Regions from separate parts of the Mus musculus genome. Here regions 2, 3, 4 and 5 are each linked to region 1. Evidence: chromatin contacts called from public Hi-C, Micro-C and promoter capture Hi-C data. All regions are on one chromosome and are shown on one strand. Each heading gives the region's core, a stretch centred on a gene start, on an enhancer-like site or on the middle of the called end of the contact. The rest is flanking DNA. Distances are from core to core; before and after follow the strand shown. Region 1 holds the start of Ascc2 (activating signal cointegrator 1 complex subunit 2). Region 2 holds the start of Castor1 (cytosolic arginine sensor for mTORC1 subunit 1). Region 3 holds the start of Osm (oncostatin M). Region 4 holds the start of Lif (leukemia inhibitory factor). Region 5 overlaps Gm11958 (predicted gene 11958).

Evidence for each region. Promoter capture Hi-C pulls out the DNA fragments that hold promoters and counts their contacts. A called contact is a pair of places that touch in the nucleus more often than the background predicts.
Region 2: a Micro-C map of embryonic stem cells shows a contact between it and region 1, with 4 times the contacts expected there. The contact joins the promoter of Castor1 here to the promoter of Ascc2 in region 1. A contact is called at or near these places in 5 of 39 promoter capture datasets (embryonic stem cells, hippocampal neurons, neural stem cells and 1 more), 1 of 15 datasets of contacts at CTCF or cohesin (large pre-B cells), 3 of 484 Hi-C or Micro-C datasets (the Ba/F3 cell line, embryonic stem cells and reprogramming fibroblasts), 5 of 115 datasets of contacts at active chromatin or transcription factors (bone marrow-derived macrophages, embryonic stem cells and memory CD8 T cells) and 3 of 9 other capture datasets (adipose tissue, embryonic stem cells and liver).
Region 3: a promoter capture Hi-C map of embryonic stem cells shows a contact between it and region 1, with 6 times the contacts expected there. The contact joins the promoter of Osm here to the promoter of Ascc2 in region 1. A contact is called at or near these places in 3 of 39 promoter capture datasets (embryonic stem cells, hematopoietic stem and progenitor cells and neural stem cells), 2 of 484 Hi-C or Micro-C datasets (the Ba/F3 cell line and CD4 T cells), 2 of 115 datasets of contacts at active chromatin or transcription factors (embryonic stem cells and memory CD8 T cells) and 1 of 9 other capture datasets (liver).
Region 4: a promoter capture Hi-C map of the SN4741 cell line shows a contact between it and region 1, with 5 times the contacts expected there. The contact joins the promoter of Lif here to the promoter of Ascc2 in region 1. A contact is called at or near these places in 10 of 39 promoter capture datasets (the C10 cell line, the HPC-7 cell line, the SN4741 cell line and 6 more), 1 of 15 datasets of contacts at CTCF or cohesin (large pre-B cells), 5 of 484 Hi-C or Micro-C datasets (CD4 T cells, embryonic stem cells and epidermal suprabasal cells), 8 of 115 datasets of contacts at active chromatin or transcription factors (bone marrow-derived macrophages, embryonic stem cells, extraembryonic endoderm stem cells and 3 more) and 2 of 9 other capture datasets (adipose tissue and macrophages).
Region 5: a Hi-C map of muscle stem cells shows a contact between it and region 1, with 2.9 times the contacts expected there. The contact joins the enhancer-like site here to the promoter of Ascc2 in region 1. A contact is called at or near these places in 6 of 39 promoter capture datasets (cranial neural crest, hematopoietic stem and progenitor cells, hippocampal neurons and 2 more), 1 of 484 Hi-C or Micro-C datasets (muscle stem cells) and 1 of 115 datasets of contacts at active chromatin or transcription factors (embryonic stem cells).

Annotation. Positions count from the first base shown.
Region 1 is chr11:4,636,349-4,639,079 of GRCm38.p6, reverse strand. Ascc2 (activating signal cointegrator 1 complex subunit 2) reads right to left here and starts at 1,330. Exons shown (of 20, transcript NM_029291.2): 1 at 1,258-1,330.
Region 2 is chr11:4,216,806-4,219,536 of GRCm38.p6, reverse strand. It overlaps Castor1 (cytosolic arginine sensor for mTORC1 subunit 1), which reads right to left and starts at 1,312. Exons shown (of 9, transcript NM_028022.2): 1 at 1,111-1,312; 2 at 519-589. The coding sequence starts at 1,223.
Region 3 is chr11:4,235,371-4,238,101 of GRCm38.p6, reverse strand. Osm (oncostatin M) reads right to left here and starts at 1,317. Exons shown (of 3, transcript NM_001013365.2): 1 at 1,189-1,317. The coding sequence starts at 1,219.
Region 4 is chr11:4,256,199-4,258,929 of GRCm38.p6, reverse strand. Lif (leukemia inhibitory factor) reads right to left here and starts at 1,362. Exons shown (of 4, transcript NM_008501.2): 1 at 1,242-1,362.
Region 5 is chr11:4,301,158-4,303,888 of GRCm38.p6, reverse strand. It overlaps Gm11958 (predicted gene 11958), which reads right to left. Exons shown (of 4, transcript NR_166831.1): 3 at 701-818; 4 at 1-418. Among named protein-coding and RNA genes, the nearest start is that of Gm11958, 17 kb to the right of the region's middle. Within about 2 kb of position 1,403, at least 121 of the 459 cell types and tissues checked have an H3K27ac peak or open chromatin away from gene starts, as enhancers often do. A contact at or near this core is called in embryonic stem cells and muscle stem cells, where this site is marked.

The sequences.
Region 1 (2,731 bases), core at 81-2,580:
GCCAGCCATGCAATGGAGATCAACGAACCCTTTCAAAAGGCATGCCAGCAAAAGAGCATATGACACACATGAATACATCAAGGCTAGGAGGAGGAAGTCACTATGTCCTCACAGACAAGCTGAGGATATGACCAGCTATTTCTTACCAGGTGATATAAAACATATTGACAAGTCAATATGTCTGGCCCAGCCCTGGCAATATAAGACATATTGATAAGACAAGAGCAGCATGTTTGTTAGATACTGAGTGCTCTTCTAAGTGCTTTTCTTGGCATTAACATAATTTTGTTTTCAAATACTAGGAAACAAGGTCTTGCCATATAAACTGGCTCTTAACTGTAGCAATCTCCTGCCTCAGTGTCCTGAGTGCTGGTATACACTACTATATGCAACATCACACACCACTCTTTCCTCGCATTCATTCATATATATATACATATATATATATATGAATCAATTAATTAATTAATTTTGTTACATCGTAGACAGGGTCTCATGTAGCCTAAGCTGTTTTTGAACCAATCTTTCTGACTCAACCTCCTGAGTGCTGAGATTACAAGTATGTGTCATCACATCTGACTCTAGATGCTTCAGTCCCAACTATGTACGCAGGCACTAGACTTTGAGTTTTAAAAGGACCAGGACCGGTGTGCACCACTCTACAGTCTATGCTGGGCAAAGCAGCAGAGGCCAATCAATAGTTAACTGTTTCCGGGTGGACGGGTGGAGGGTCGTGATATAATCAACAGTTGTAATATGCCAGAGAGCATCTCGGAGCTACTGTTGCTTTAGTTTCTCTATCAGAAAACCTTCTCTGGTCTTCTCCCTGTAGTCTCTCTCCTTGTTACTCACTGTCATATCTTTAATGTGTAACTGTCTCCTTCCTCTAGACTGTAAGCTTCACGAGAGCAGAGCCTCGTCTGTCCTGCTCTTTGTACCCTCTGCGCCTAGGTCTGTACTAGGCACGTGGCTGTCGATCAACAAATACATGCTGAACAAATGAATGAACATGGAGGAAACTGAAGCTTGGGAGAAGGTGGTGGGGACCGGGGATCGTCCCAGGTCTCTCTAGGACCAAGCCTTAAAATGAACCGGAACTCCAGGCTCTGGTTCTCCAAGTGGGGGGAATCACAGCGGCTGGGGCAGTGTAAGCCTGGCTCCGCCGCGAAGCCCGTGGGCTGGAGGGTGCCGAGGGCGCCCGAAGCACGGTCCTGGCTCCTCCCGAGCACCACCGGTGGGGCCCCGGCACGTACTTACCTCCCCGGCTCCACACCCGAGATGTTCAGCTGCAAAACACCACAGCTTCCACAGATCCAGCACTTCCGGGGTCAAACTGCGATTCCGTAGGCGCAGAAAGGAAGCCAACCTGCTCTGCCTGGCCCCGCCCCCGGCGCCAACTGTGGAGGTGGGGAATGCCACGGCCACGCCCCACAGAGACGACCCCGCCCCCTGGAGGCGCAGGAATTTGACCCTGACCACTCCCTCTTGGTGGCCACCCTCCTGGGTTAAGGCAATCCAGTTTGGGAAGCTCTCAGAAATCCAGGCTTCCACCCTACTCAGTTACCAGTTTTCAAATTTAATCCAGAGAAGTTTGAACGAGTCAAAATCACAAATGTGACGTTGAGAGAGCAGAGGAAGGCAGATGAGCTCGTATAGTTCACTTACCGAACGCTCTAAAACAGTTAAAAATGTGTAGTTATGGCTTTTGATGGTGGTTACTTCTTAGGTTAGTAAACAGGAAGATCCCACAAATGAAAATGGAGGTCTTCATCTTGGCGGTGGCCACATACACAGACGGACAGATGGGTTTACTTAGGCAGACTTAGCAAATTGTACACTTAAGATTTGTCCATGTATTTAGCCGGGTACACTGTAGGCAAGCTGACCCAAAACTCACTGTGTAACTCAGTATAGCTTGGAACTGATGACTATCCTCCTGCTTCAGCCTCGCAGATGCTGGAGTTAAAAGTGTCTACCACATGTTGTTTAAATCAGAAAGGCTGAGTATAGCTATTTTAAGAACAGGATACATTTTTTCCAAAGAAATGTCTCAGATGGTGAAGAGCTAGTGGCTCCCAAGGCTGGATAAGGATCATCACAGAAAACTAGTGGGTAATAGCCAGCTGCTGCTGCTGGTGCAGCCTGTAATTCTAGCCCTTGGGAGGCTGAGGAATGACTGAGGGTTCCAGGACAGCCAGGGCTATACTGTGGAAGGGCTCACATTGTCAGGAAAACAAGCAAATAGTTGTGAAGTAATGGGAGAGATGTTAAGCGGCTGAATTAGTGGGTAGATGGGCTCTAAACCAGAAATGGGAGGAGTGTGCTAATTGGTTATATTTCACCACGAAAAAAGTTCTCACAGACTTTGCAGCTTATTACAAAACAGCCCACATTTTCTTTGATTAAGAATCTAAACCTGACTGGGTGGTGGTGGCACAGGACTTTAATCCCAGCACTAGGGAGGCAGAGGCAGGCTTATCTCTGTGAGTTCAAGGCTAGCCTGGTCTACAAAGTTAGTTCCAGAACAGCCAGGGCTGTTACACAGAAACTCTGTTTTGAAAAACAATAAATAAACAACGGATCTAGGCATGACTTAGCAAGTCCTGTTTACATCTGAGTGTCCCACAAGACTTCAATCAAGGTATCAGCCAGGGTTGGAGTCCCAGCTGAAGGTCCAAAAAGAATTTGCTTCCAAATTCACAAACCATGTCCTGTCTGTCTGTCTGTCTGT
Region 2 (2,731 bases), core at 63-2,562, 420 kb after region 1:
AGGCAGACATGGAAGCCAGAAGTCATTTCCCCGGTCCCAGTCCTGAACAGGGACAAGGGCCAGGGTAGCTGTTGTTCACTCAGACTCAGCCAGGAGGCCCTGGACCCTGCTCTGGGCTTGCTGCCTGCCCCTGCATTCCTTCCCTAACTCTCAGCCGCCTAGGCTTCCCAAGCCAGTAAGGGAGGGGCTGCTTTCCACTGGGGAGACAAGTCCAAGAAGAAATAATGTTCAGGGTAAAACAGCTGCAGGAACCCCTTTATTTTCCCCTAAAACTGTGAGACACCATGGCCACCTGTGCTGGCCTGGGACTCATATTCAGCTCCGTGTGGGTTTTACGTTTATAAAACTCTCACAAATTTTGTCAAACGGTCACGACTCCATCCCACACAGTACTTCAGTGAGTGATGGAAGGTTTGAACCCGGACCTATATTCCTTTGGGGTCTAAGCTCTCTGGGAAGCTGGATCCCTAAACTTAGTAAGAATACTGCTTAGAGGCAAACAAGGAACCAGTTCCGACCTTTAAAGCCCTCCTCATCCACCATGAGAGTGTAATCTTCCGGAGTCTCAGTCAGGCTGAAGAACTTGCACCTAGGAGGAGGGAAGGGGTGGGAAGACTTTCAGCCTAGAGTGAATGGAATGGAGACAGCAAATGAAGTCTGCTCCAGCAGCACTAAAGGACCCCCCACCAGGAGCCTTCCGGACCCGCACTCGGGCCTCACTCTCTTCCTTGGATCAATGAGTCTAGATCCCATATTTGGGATCTCCCCTCCATTCCACAGAAGTGGAAGGCTTTGGGTCCCCCTGGACAACTCTCAAAAGTTAACGTGAGGAGACTAGAAAGGGGCTACAGCCTGCCAAGGAACACATGCCCCCACTACACTGCCTACTCCAGGCAGTTTGCACCTTGACAAGCCCTGGGAGCGGGGCCCTCCGGGCCGGATAGGCGGCGTCGCAGAAAGGGTAAGGCCCAGGCTGGATGATGGCCAGAGTGGCTAGCGTCCCCACCCGGTACCCGCTGCTTCGCGGCGACTCTAGTCCTCCGCCCCTGGCCCAGAGGGGCAGAGGAGCCTCCACCCGCCCGACCTGCGCTCGTGAACCCGGGTGCGCACCGACTGCGACAGGGCAGGAAGAGCAGCTTGATGAGCGGGTGGGTGTAGAGCCAGAGGCCCGGACGGGCAATGCTCAGTACTCGCACCCGGTGCTCTAGGATGTGAAGTTCCATCGCAGATACGGCAGCCCCGGCCTGGCCGCCAGCGAGACCTAGGCAGGAGGCGATGCGGTGGCGCCGGGCTTAAAGAAGCACCGCCCGCTACCGGTCCGCCCAGCCAGGGATCCACACTTCGGCGGCCACGCCCCACAGCCACTGTGAAGTGGCCACGCCTCCTCCTGAGCCCTGCCTACCGGGCGCTGCGGGCTGCCTTCAAACTCTGCCAAAGCCACTCTTCTAGCCCTCACCCATCTGAGTCCTTCAAGGACACGCCCCAGACACGCCCTTTCCGCTGGACGCCCGCTGTGTTGGGTTTGGGAACGTGCTGGAAGCTCCTGGTCCCCTCCCTGTCTATCCTCCAGGCTCGCACGTGGGCTTTATGGTTAAAGCCACTAAAACGCAGAGCCTGGCGGTGGTAAGTGTGTATCTTTAATCCCAGCACTAGGGAGGCAGAGGCAGGCAGATCTCTGTGAGTTCGAGGCCAGACTAGTCTACAGAGTGACTTCCAGGACAGCTAGAACTACACAGAAAAACCCTGTCTGGACTGTAGGAAGGCTGGAAGCCGGGCTGGAGCTCTGTTGGGGCCAGAGCTGTCCATAAATCTCCGGAGTGGGGAGGTTAGGCTGGAGACCCGCGGAACAGCTGAGTTGGAGCCTATCTTCCTTTTATTGCCGGGGGTAGGGGGCAGGGACTGCAGAGCTGACAAGGACAGTAAGGACTAAAGATCCCTAAGAATGGGGTGCCCAAGGTTGGTTTGATAGTACTGCAACCCTATCTTGTTGTTGTTTCGACCAGCAAAACCTGGCCGGTGTGGCAGTTTTTAGTCAAACAACTTCTGAAATAGAATGCTCCCCACTGAGGGGAGGAACCGAAAAAGGGTCCTCCTCTCCTGTCTAAGCAACATACTATGGACTCTGAATCTTTTTTTAAATTTTATTTATTATATGTAAGTATACTGTGTCTTCAGGCACACCAGAAGAGGGTATCAGATCTCATTTCGGATGGTTGTGAACCACGTGGTTGCTGGGATTTGAACTCGGGACCTTCGGAAGAGCAGTCAGTGCTCTTAACTGCTGAGCCATCTCTCCAGCCCTTACCCCTAGATTCTGAATCTTATTCCAGGGACAACCCTAAGTACCTGAAGTGAGAATGCCCAGGGCTCAGACACTGAGGGGACAGGCCATAGTATTTGAGGTTCCCTGGGTATCAAACCAGAGACCTCCCTGTTGAAGTTTTCTTAAAGCGTCTCATCATTTGCAGAACTCAACTGGCCTGAACACATCTAAATTAGCTACAGATCCAAGAAGGCCCCTAAGCACTGGCAGACACCCCAGTGATCAAGGTTTAAGAAAACCCCAAGGCTGAGCAGAAACGAGCAAGCACAGGTTGATTTCACGGCAGGATGGGGCATGCTCCAAAGGGCCCTTGTTTGGCCCAGACACTCGGCTTCAGGTTGGAGGCTTTAAACAAGGTAGTTTAAAGCAGGCCTTGGGTGTGATCAAGACCCAACAGGCCCACGCAGG
Region 3 (2,731 bases), core at 68-2,567, 400 kb after region 1:
TTAAGTTCCTGACTACTTTATAGACCTTAACATTCCCTGTAGGCAGAATAGAGTTGACCAGGGGTCTGTCCTGAGGTGCAGCCCCAGGGCAGCAGGTCACCTAAGCTCTTTTCACAGAGCCAGAAAAAGCACCTCTCCACTCACTGGGCCAGCCAGTGCTGACGGCCATTCTGCTGAAAGGTGAGCAAGATGCGAGAGGAAAGCCTGTCCAGGTCACCCATGCTCAGCACTCGCCCTGCCCTTCCTGCCACCGACACACGAACCCCTAACACACGCACACACCAGGACTGCTGGGAGCCCAGGAGAAGGTTGTAGGGGTGAGGGCAGATGATCATAGTTCCAGCTCGCAGGCCCCCACCCTCACAGGCACCGGCAGCCACGTGGTCGGAAGGGGCCTGTGGTGCAATGGCCCGGAAGGCTACGACACCATCCTTCCCTTCCTACAAACCAACCAGCCCCACCCCACCCCACCCCCTCGCCCCTGGGGAGGGCCTGTAGCCCAGGCGTGCCAACCACAAGTCCCCTCCCCATCTTCCCCCGTGTCTGCAGCTACACTGCCAGTGAGGGTCCACAGCGAGCTTGTAACAGGTGCACATGGACCAGTGCCTGTGGGGGTGTGCCCGTAGACCTAGGTGAGGCACTGCAGTACCTGCCCCGGTCACCGGGGGTTCTGGTCTGCAGGTGAGACTTCCTACCTTACTGAGAGGGAGGACCTGTTCCCACATAGATGGCTCTGCTTGCCTGTCCCCGTGTGGGTGTGGCTGTATGAGTGGCGGGATGATCTAAGGACCTCTGGCTTGGCTGACTTTGCATCTGCCCCAGACCCCGAGAATTGAATCAGAGCAAGAAGTGAGCCCCTTGCTCCATTTCCGCGCAGATCTGGAACTTCCTTCTCTGCTCATCCCCTACCTGCCTTGGGCTTCTCCAGACTCTTCTCACTCTTTCTCCTCTTCCCTCATGCCCTGGTCCCCGGCATGGTCTCTCTCACGCCTCCCTCTGGAATACCTTCCAGAAATACTACGTTTCCACCTGTGGCTATGCTGGGGTCTCAGTGGATCCCTGCCCTACTAGTTCTCCCTCTCGTCCACATCCTTCACTTGATCTACAGCTCCCAAGGGCAGAGGGTGCCTACAGCAGCCAGTTGGCCCAGCTGCGCCCTGGGATGGTAGAAAGGAAGGAAGTACTTACTGAGCAGTGTTCTTAGAAGCCGTGTCTGCATACTGGGTCCTGGTACTCTGGCCCGTGCCTCTCAGGGGTGACACAGCTTGGCTGGGTGTCCTGCAGGCTGGCAGCCACTTTATGCCCGACGGGGCGATTGGCCAACATCTCGTGAGGTGGGTGGGGAGGGGGAGGGGGAAGGGCAGGCCTTCTGGGAACATGACCCCAAAAACCAAAGTCTCCCCAGGCGGCCAATGGGCGCCATGCGCCATGACATGCCCGCTCCTCCTCCCGTTTTCTTCGAATTCGTTCTTCGAGGTCAGCCCCACGCCCAAGGATGATGTAAACCGCAGCCTCAGCCTTCTTGGGGTGAGCGGGCAGCACGGGGGTCCGTATCATCTTCAGGGATCAGTCCAGGGGTCAGAGCACGACTTGCAAGGGAGGCCACCCCTGGTCCAGAAACTACCAACCTCCTAGGACACGAAGGTTTAGGGCTAAAGGGAGCCAGACATCTTCCTTGTTGAGTGCCCTTCCCACCCTCTCGCTTGGGCTGTCGGGACATCTGTGAGCGGAAACCACCAGGCTCTGGGCACAGAGCCAGACTTGGGCCCCAAAGATTGTGCCTCTAATCCCAGGTCAGCATCTTCTAGCCCAACTCATTTCCATTGTCTCTATTAACTGTCCTCGCCCAGCCTTCCCAATCCCAGATCCTCTCTCTGTAGACAGGGTCCTTTAGGACCCTTGGAGCAAGAGAAATTAGAGAACGGGTTCAAAGCTTGTGACACGCTGTGTCGCTGTGTTGTCTGAGGCAAGTCACTCAGCTACTTTGAGCCCCACCTGAGAAAGCGAGAGAGAAAAGCACTCCTTGGTTCACCCCTCAAGGTCACTGCCAACATGGACATAAAAGGCAAAAAAGCCTTTGAAGAAAAAAGAAAAGACTAGGCTTGAATTCCAAGTACTGGTTTTCAGGGGATGGGATGGAGGGGGCGGGGGAGACCGGGAAGCTGTGAGCTCAGAGGGGAAGCTGGAGGGAGGGGTGGGGGAGCTGCGACAGTTGGACACAAGGTTTCACTTTCTCTGAAAGATAGCGATCCATCATGGGTGGGTCTTCTGCTTCTCCGCACTGAGGGACTGAGGCCCAGGCTGAGCCAGATCCACAGGCCATGCTTGGAAGCCACAGCACATCTGCCAAGCTAGAATGAGCATCCTTAGGCTGTACCTGCTGTTGGCCCTCATATATTCATTCAACAACCCCCCCACTCCCTATCCAGGAGGCGACTGTGCCCCCATCCACATATTCTCTGCACCTAGCAGAGTGTCCCCCTTGTTAGCAACTCCCCAGTACAGTCTAGACTAGATCCTTCTGAAGTCTTCATTTCCTCCTACTGAATTTCTTACCTCTGCCCACTCCAGGGTGCTGTTCCCTAGGGCCCTGGTCAGGGATCCTTCTGCATTTCATATCCGTGATGTCATCCTGGGACAGTCCCTATACCCCTACACTCAAGCTCTCACTGTGATAAGGAGACAGAGGGAAGCTCCAAGCAGCCCCAGATCTAGCCGGAGAGTGTTATGT
Region 4 (2,731 bases), core at 113-2,612, 380 kb after region 1:
CCGTACCAGTAGGTGGGTGGGGCTGGATAACTGGATTTGAGGAAGTGAGTGGGTGTCTGGGGTGCAGGATGGGGGTGGGCAGAGGCCATTCACCAACACAAGGGAAGAAGGCTCCTCTTGGGGGCTTCCAGAGCTTTGTCCTAATATCTGCAAGGTGTAGCCCAAAAGACTGGCCACAAGGAGGTGCCAGAACCACATTCAGTGGTCAATGGGGCACAGCCTTGCCATGGCTCTGGGGGAGGGGGCAGTGGCCTTTTCCTGGTCCTGCTACCTGCTCCCACCTTGTCCTGACAGTTCTTCCAGGTGGGGATCAGACTGTCAACTTCGCAGGGGGCCACGGTGACCCAGAGAAGGAAAATGAACTGCCCAAATTCACACAGCAAGAGGCAAGAATCAAAGCAAACTAAACCACTTGGTTGTACAGACTAGTCCCAGGCTCCCCTTACTGTCCTGTCCCGGCATGGCATGACATGGACAGGATCCTGGGAACAATGTCCCCTCCTTTTGTCAGCCCCCTAGCAGGTTTGGAGGAACACTGACAAATTAGAGGTAAGAGCCTCTTGGAATTTTGGATGCCAAGCACCCAACGCAGGGGGCTCTTGCACAGACTTGGTTTTTGTTTTTCTCTCTTTGTCACTGTCCTGGAGCTCGGATGCGGGGGGGACGAAGACCGGCCAAGCTCCGATCTGGCCCAAGGTCAAAGGCAGAGGAGTAATGACCTTGGCTGATCAAGTTCCCCAGAGCACCCATGATGGTCCCCGTGGACTGCTGCAGCCCATTTTGAATGGACAGGGACGGCCCTCCACTGCTCCATCTACCGGAGGGTAAATGAGGCCTCTGCAAGCTCAGAACTCTAGAAAAAGAAAAGGGATTTGAGTCCCCTGGGGATGCAGAAATCATGACTGCCTTTAGAATCAGGCTGACCCTACCACGATGGCACAATGCAAGCCTGGAATCCATGTGCTCTCTCCACTGCCCTTTACCCATCCTGTGAACTTTAACCCACGGGACACTTCCACAGCTGGTCTCTCCAGCTTTGCTTGGCCATCCTCCAAGAGAGACTTCCAAGCCTGACTTACAATGCATCCATTACAGACAGGGAGAGCGAATGCTGGAGGGTTGTGTGGGCCAGCAGGTGCCCCTGATCCACAGGGGAGCAACTGATGGACCATCTACCCTCCTGGGGATAAGTGTGGGGTGCAGCAGTGCCCCTCCGCCCTGCCCCCTCAAGGGAATCCTACCGTGGTCTCGCAGCCCTCCACAGTCTGCACAGTTGTCCAGTCTTCAGGGTGACACCATCGTTGTTGGGCCCCTCTGCTTCCCTCTCCTCCTGAGGCTCCTCTGGCGTTGGCTCCTCACCCTGCCCCCCACCTGACTTCCGTCTGAAGTTGGTGGCCTGAGGCTCCCCCCACTTCCACCCCACCCCCAAGCTGAGGACCAGAGAGGTAGAGCACCCACACCACAGATGGAGCCTGACACGGTGGTGGGAAAGGTGTTGTTAGAAGGAGAAGCAGGGCTGGGTGTGGGGAGGGGGCGTCCCTGTACTTGATGCCCCTGGGCTGCGTGGCAAAGCCACTATGGCCTGAGTCACAGCTGACTGGGCCGCGCCTAGCCTGTCTGGGTGACCCAAGCCAGCATAAGGCAATGACTGGGCAGCTCTCCTCATGACCAGCTGGGGTCAACCTTAGGTGTTTTGACTCAGACCTGCCACAGGCTGTGTGCACAGCTACCATCCTCTGTCTCTGTCCCAAGAGCCACAGGCCTATAGCTGCCCCTGTCCCAGCCCCCACCTCATAACCCGGGGAGCTACCTGGCCCTTCTGATCTGCAATCAGCCCCAGGCTTCAGGGCCCCACCTGCTGTGGGACCTTCGTCCCTCCCTGGACAAGCCCTGCCCTTGGGAATACTCCGGGAAGCAAGGAACTTTGTTGCCTGTGCTGCTGAGGGCCTCTTGATTCTCTGTGGACTGTGACCTTTTTCTTGGTGCTACAAGGAGTTCTGTAGACTGCCTGGGCAGGCTTGCCATGGACGGCCAGAAGATGGTTGGGGACAGGGACTAAGAGAGGAGAGATACAGAAAAGAAAAAAGAAAAAAAAGCAATCAAGAAGGGATTAAGGAAGGGACTGAGAGAAGGAGAGAGGGAGGAAGGGAGGAAGGGAGGGAGGGAGGGAAGGGAAAGGGGGGAGGAGAGTAAAGTATAAAGAGAGGGAGAGAAGGAGGGACTGTTGACAGTTTTCAAACCTGCCTAGAGCAATATTAGTCCTACACTTTTCCCAGGAAACCCTGTTTTAGGGAAGTGGGCTCCAACAACACACAGTGCAGAGGCAAAACTGAGGCTTGGCCTATGAGTAAGATAAGGGCAGAGGTCACAATCTTTTCACCTGTAAGGTCTTCGTCTCTCACTGAAGAGAAAAATAATCACGCTAAAGTTGGGATGAAGGGGTGGAGTGCAGAAATGTCTTGGTGAACAGTACTCCCCTTTAACCTCTGTAGGGCCCAGGACACCAGGACCAGGTGAAACACTGCACACATAAAGTCATTTTAAAACTGGGGCTGGGCGGTGGCGCACACCTTTAATCCCAGCACTCAGGAAGCAGAGGCAGGTAGGTGGATCTCTGTGTTCAAGGCCAGCCTGGTCTACAGAGTGAGTTCCAGGACAGCCAGAGGAGAAACTCTGTCTCAGAAAACAGTAATAACAACAACAACAACCTGGGACAGCGGTTAGCAGATGG
Region 5 (2,731 bases), core at 154-2,653, 340 kb after region 1:
GGGATTTAGAATGTGTCTTTTACTGTAAATGAGGCTTCTGGTTAGAGTCCTAGAAAATTGTAGGCTTCTAGCTGGGAAGGGGGAATGACCTTAAGCAAATGTTGCTAATGGTGCTGGAGTTCTTGATCCTTAGTTGGTGAGGAGCTTAAGCCTGGGTGAGGGGCTCCTTCCTCCTCCCACGTCACCATCATTTTCTCTATCTTCCTGTCCTTCTTGGTACCCAAGGGGGTTGGAACATCAAGGTATGGGCAGGGGTGCACGCGGCCTTACAATTTCTAAAGTTCTTTAACGTGGGGACCACATCTCAGTAAGTATTGGACACTCAGCTCATGATGAGATGAAAGCGACCATGCCATGAAGGATCTTCTTTCCGGGATGAGACATAGTCATGAGAACTGTTTTCAGCTTGGCTGCAGGCCTGTGGAGACACATAATGTCCACCTTCACATAATCACAGGGCTTTCCTGGTATACCTCTTCAGTATCGTTCCGGGGATGGCATTCAGGGGGAAGTTGGGATTGGCTCAAAATACTTTTGGCTCAAAGACTCAAAGGATCTCTGAACTGTGGCTGTCTAGCTCGGCCGTGTACCCGGAGCAGTAGTGAGTGACCTCACTCTTCACTCATCTGACAAATATGTACAAGGCCTATTGTGTGCCAAGTGGCAGACCCGGGGCAGGGACTGAGACAATGGCAGACACCTGAGAGCTGCAGCCTGGCCTTCAGGAAGCCTGCTGGTGGCTCCTCCGAAAAGGTCTTGCAGCTGGCTAGGCACGTGCTGCAGGGCTTCAGAGTTGACACGCAAGATCTTCATGATCCCTAAGGAGTCAATGAAGAAATGTGTCAATGAAAAAAGAATCCAGGGTGAAGAGAGGGAGAATGTTTTAAACCCAGATTTAAGCGAACACAGCCTTGCCTTGGCAGATCACACGCACAAGAGCGGGCTCCCTCACACTATCACACAAGCCGGACCCTCAGCAGAGAATTTTTATCTGCAGAAGTGTCAGCTTCTAGCCTCCTGCTTCCAATTACAGTGTTCTAGCCTTACCCCACCCACCCTGTACTCCACAAACAAACAGCTTAGACCCGCCGCCGCTGCTGCTGTTGCTGCGGCTGGAACCTCCTCCACTTAGATATCAAATCCCTCTCCTAAATTGCAGCAGACAAAATAGCTGAAGTCCTAGGTGTTTCCCCTCTGCCCAGGACACCCAGCCAGGGAAAGCAAATTGAGAAGCCTAAATCAAAGGTTTTCAACAGAGCCAGGCCCCAGGGTGGGAGGGAGAGGCCTCTGCTTTCAGCTCTCAGCCTCTGCTGTTACTTCTTGAGCCAAAACAAAGCCGGTCCCAGGGAAGTTAATCTGCCCTGGATAGAACAGGGCCACTCCCTGAGGTACAGAGCCAGCTGTGGGCCCAGAGCAACCAGGCCCAGGAAGCTGGGCCTGATGAGGCTGTGGGCCTAAGAGGGAGTGGCTACCACTAAGGACTGGATCTGCATCTGCATGCTTGCCTGCTGCCTCTTGATTGATTGTAAAGATAAGTGTGTTTTAAAAGATTTATGGGGGCAGGGCGTGGTGATGCACACCTTTAATCCCTGAACTGGGGAGGCAGAGACAGGTGGATCTCTGAGAGTTTCGAGGCTAGCCTGATCTACATAGTTTCCGGACAGACAGGGCTACACAGTAAAACAAGACAAAACAAACAAACAAGCAAAAAAACCAAAACAAAACCAAAATTGGGGCTGGAGGCCCACCTCCCACGGGAATGCACTGGCATACACAAAACCCTAGATTGGAGTTCCAGTGTAACACAAACTAGACATCTGGGCACGGTAGCACTTGCCTCTAGTCCACGGGGTAGAGGACAGAGGCAGAGGATAGGAAGTTCAAGGTCATCCCAAAGCCAAGGGTAGCCTAGGCTATACAAGATCCTGTCAAATATTTACCCTCATACTCTTAGGCACACGTGTACACACACACATACACACACACACACACTTTAACACACATGAACCTTTACACTTATGAAAACACACTCTCGCACATGCACACCCATCCTTCCTAACACAGATGCCTTTCTGGGTTTGTGTTGGATTTGTCAAGAGATGAAACAGTCCCTTGGTATGTCCCATGTGCACCGTACCAAGCTGTACCCTGGTTTTCACACATCCCTGGTAGCTCTTCTCTCCAGGAGCCTTATGAGGCTCTGTGAAACAACAACATGACCTACCCTTTGATGACCACACAGAGCCCAGGACTTTGCACAGGACTAACTTCTGTTTAAAGCTGACAGTCAGGCTGGAGAGATGGCTCAGTGGTTAAGAGCACTGACTCCTCTTCCAGAGGACCTGGGTTCAATTCCCAGCAACTACATGGTGGCTCACAACCATCTGCAATAGAATCCAGCACCCTCTTCTGGTGTGTCTGAAGTCTGAAGACAGCAACAGTGTACTCACATACATAAAATAAATCTTAAAAAAAAAAAAGCTGACAGTCTGTCTCACATAGACTGTACAGGTCAGCCGACACTGGTACAGAACAGGTCTCTAGCCACCCATTGTGGAGAAAACACAGACAACAGCTGAGTCTCAGATTCTCGGTCAGAAAAAGAGGCGAGGGCACCTGCCTCCCAGAGTCTGGGTCAGTCGGTGAAGCTCCACACGCGGGGAGGGAACTTGTTCTGTTTTGCTGCCTTAGGTCACCAGAATTTCCAGGCTCCCAGTTTACAGGGCACTGG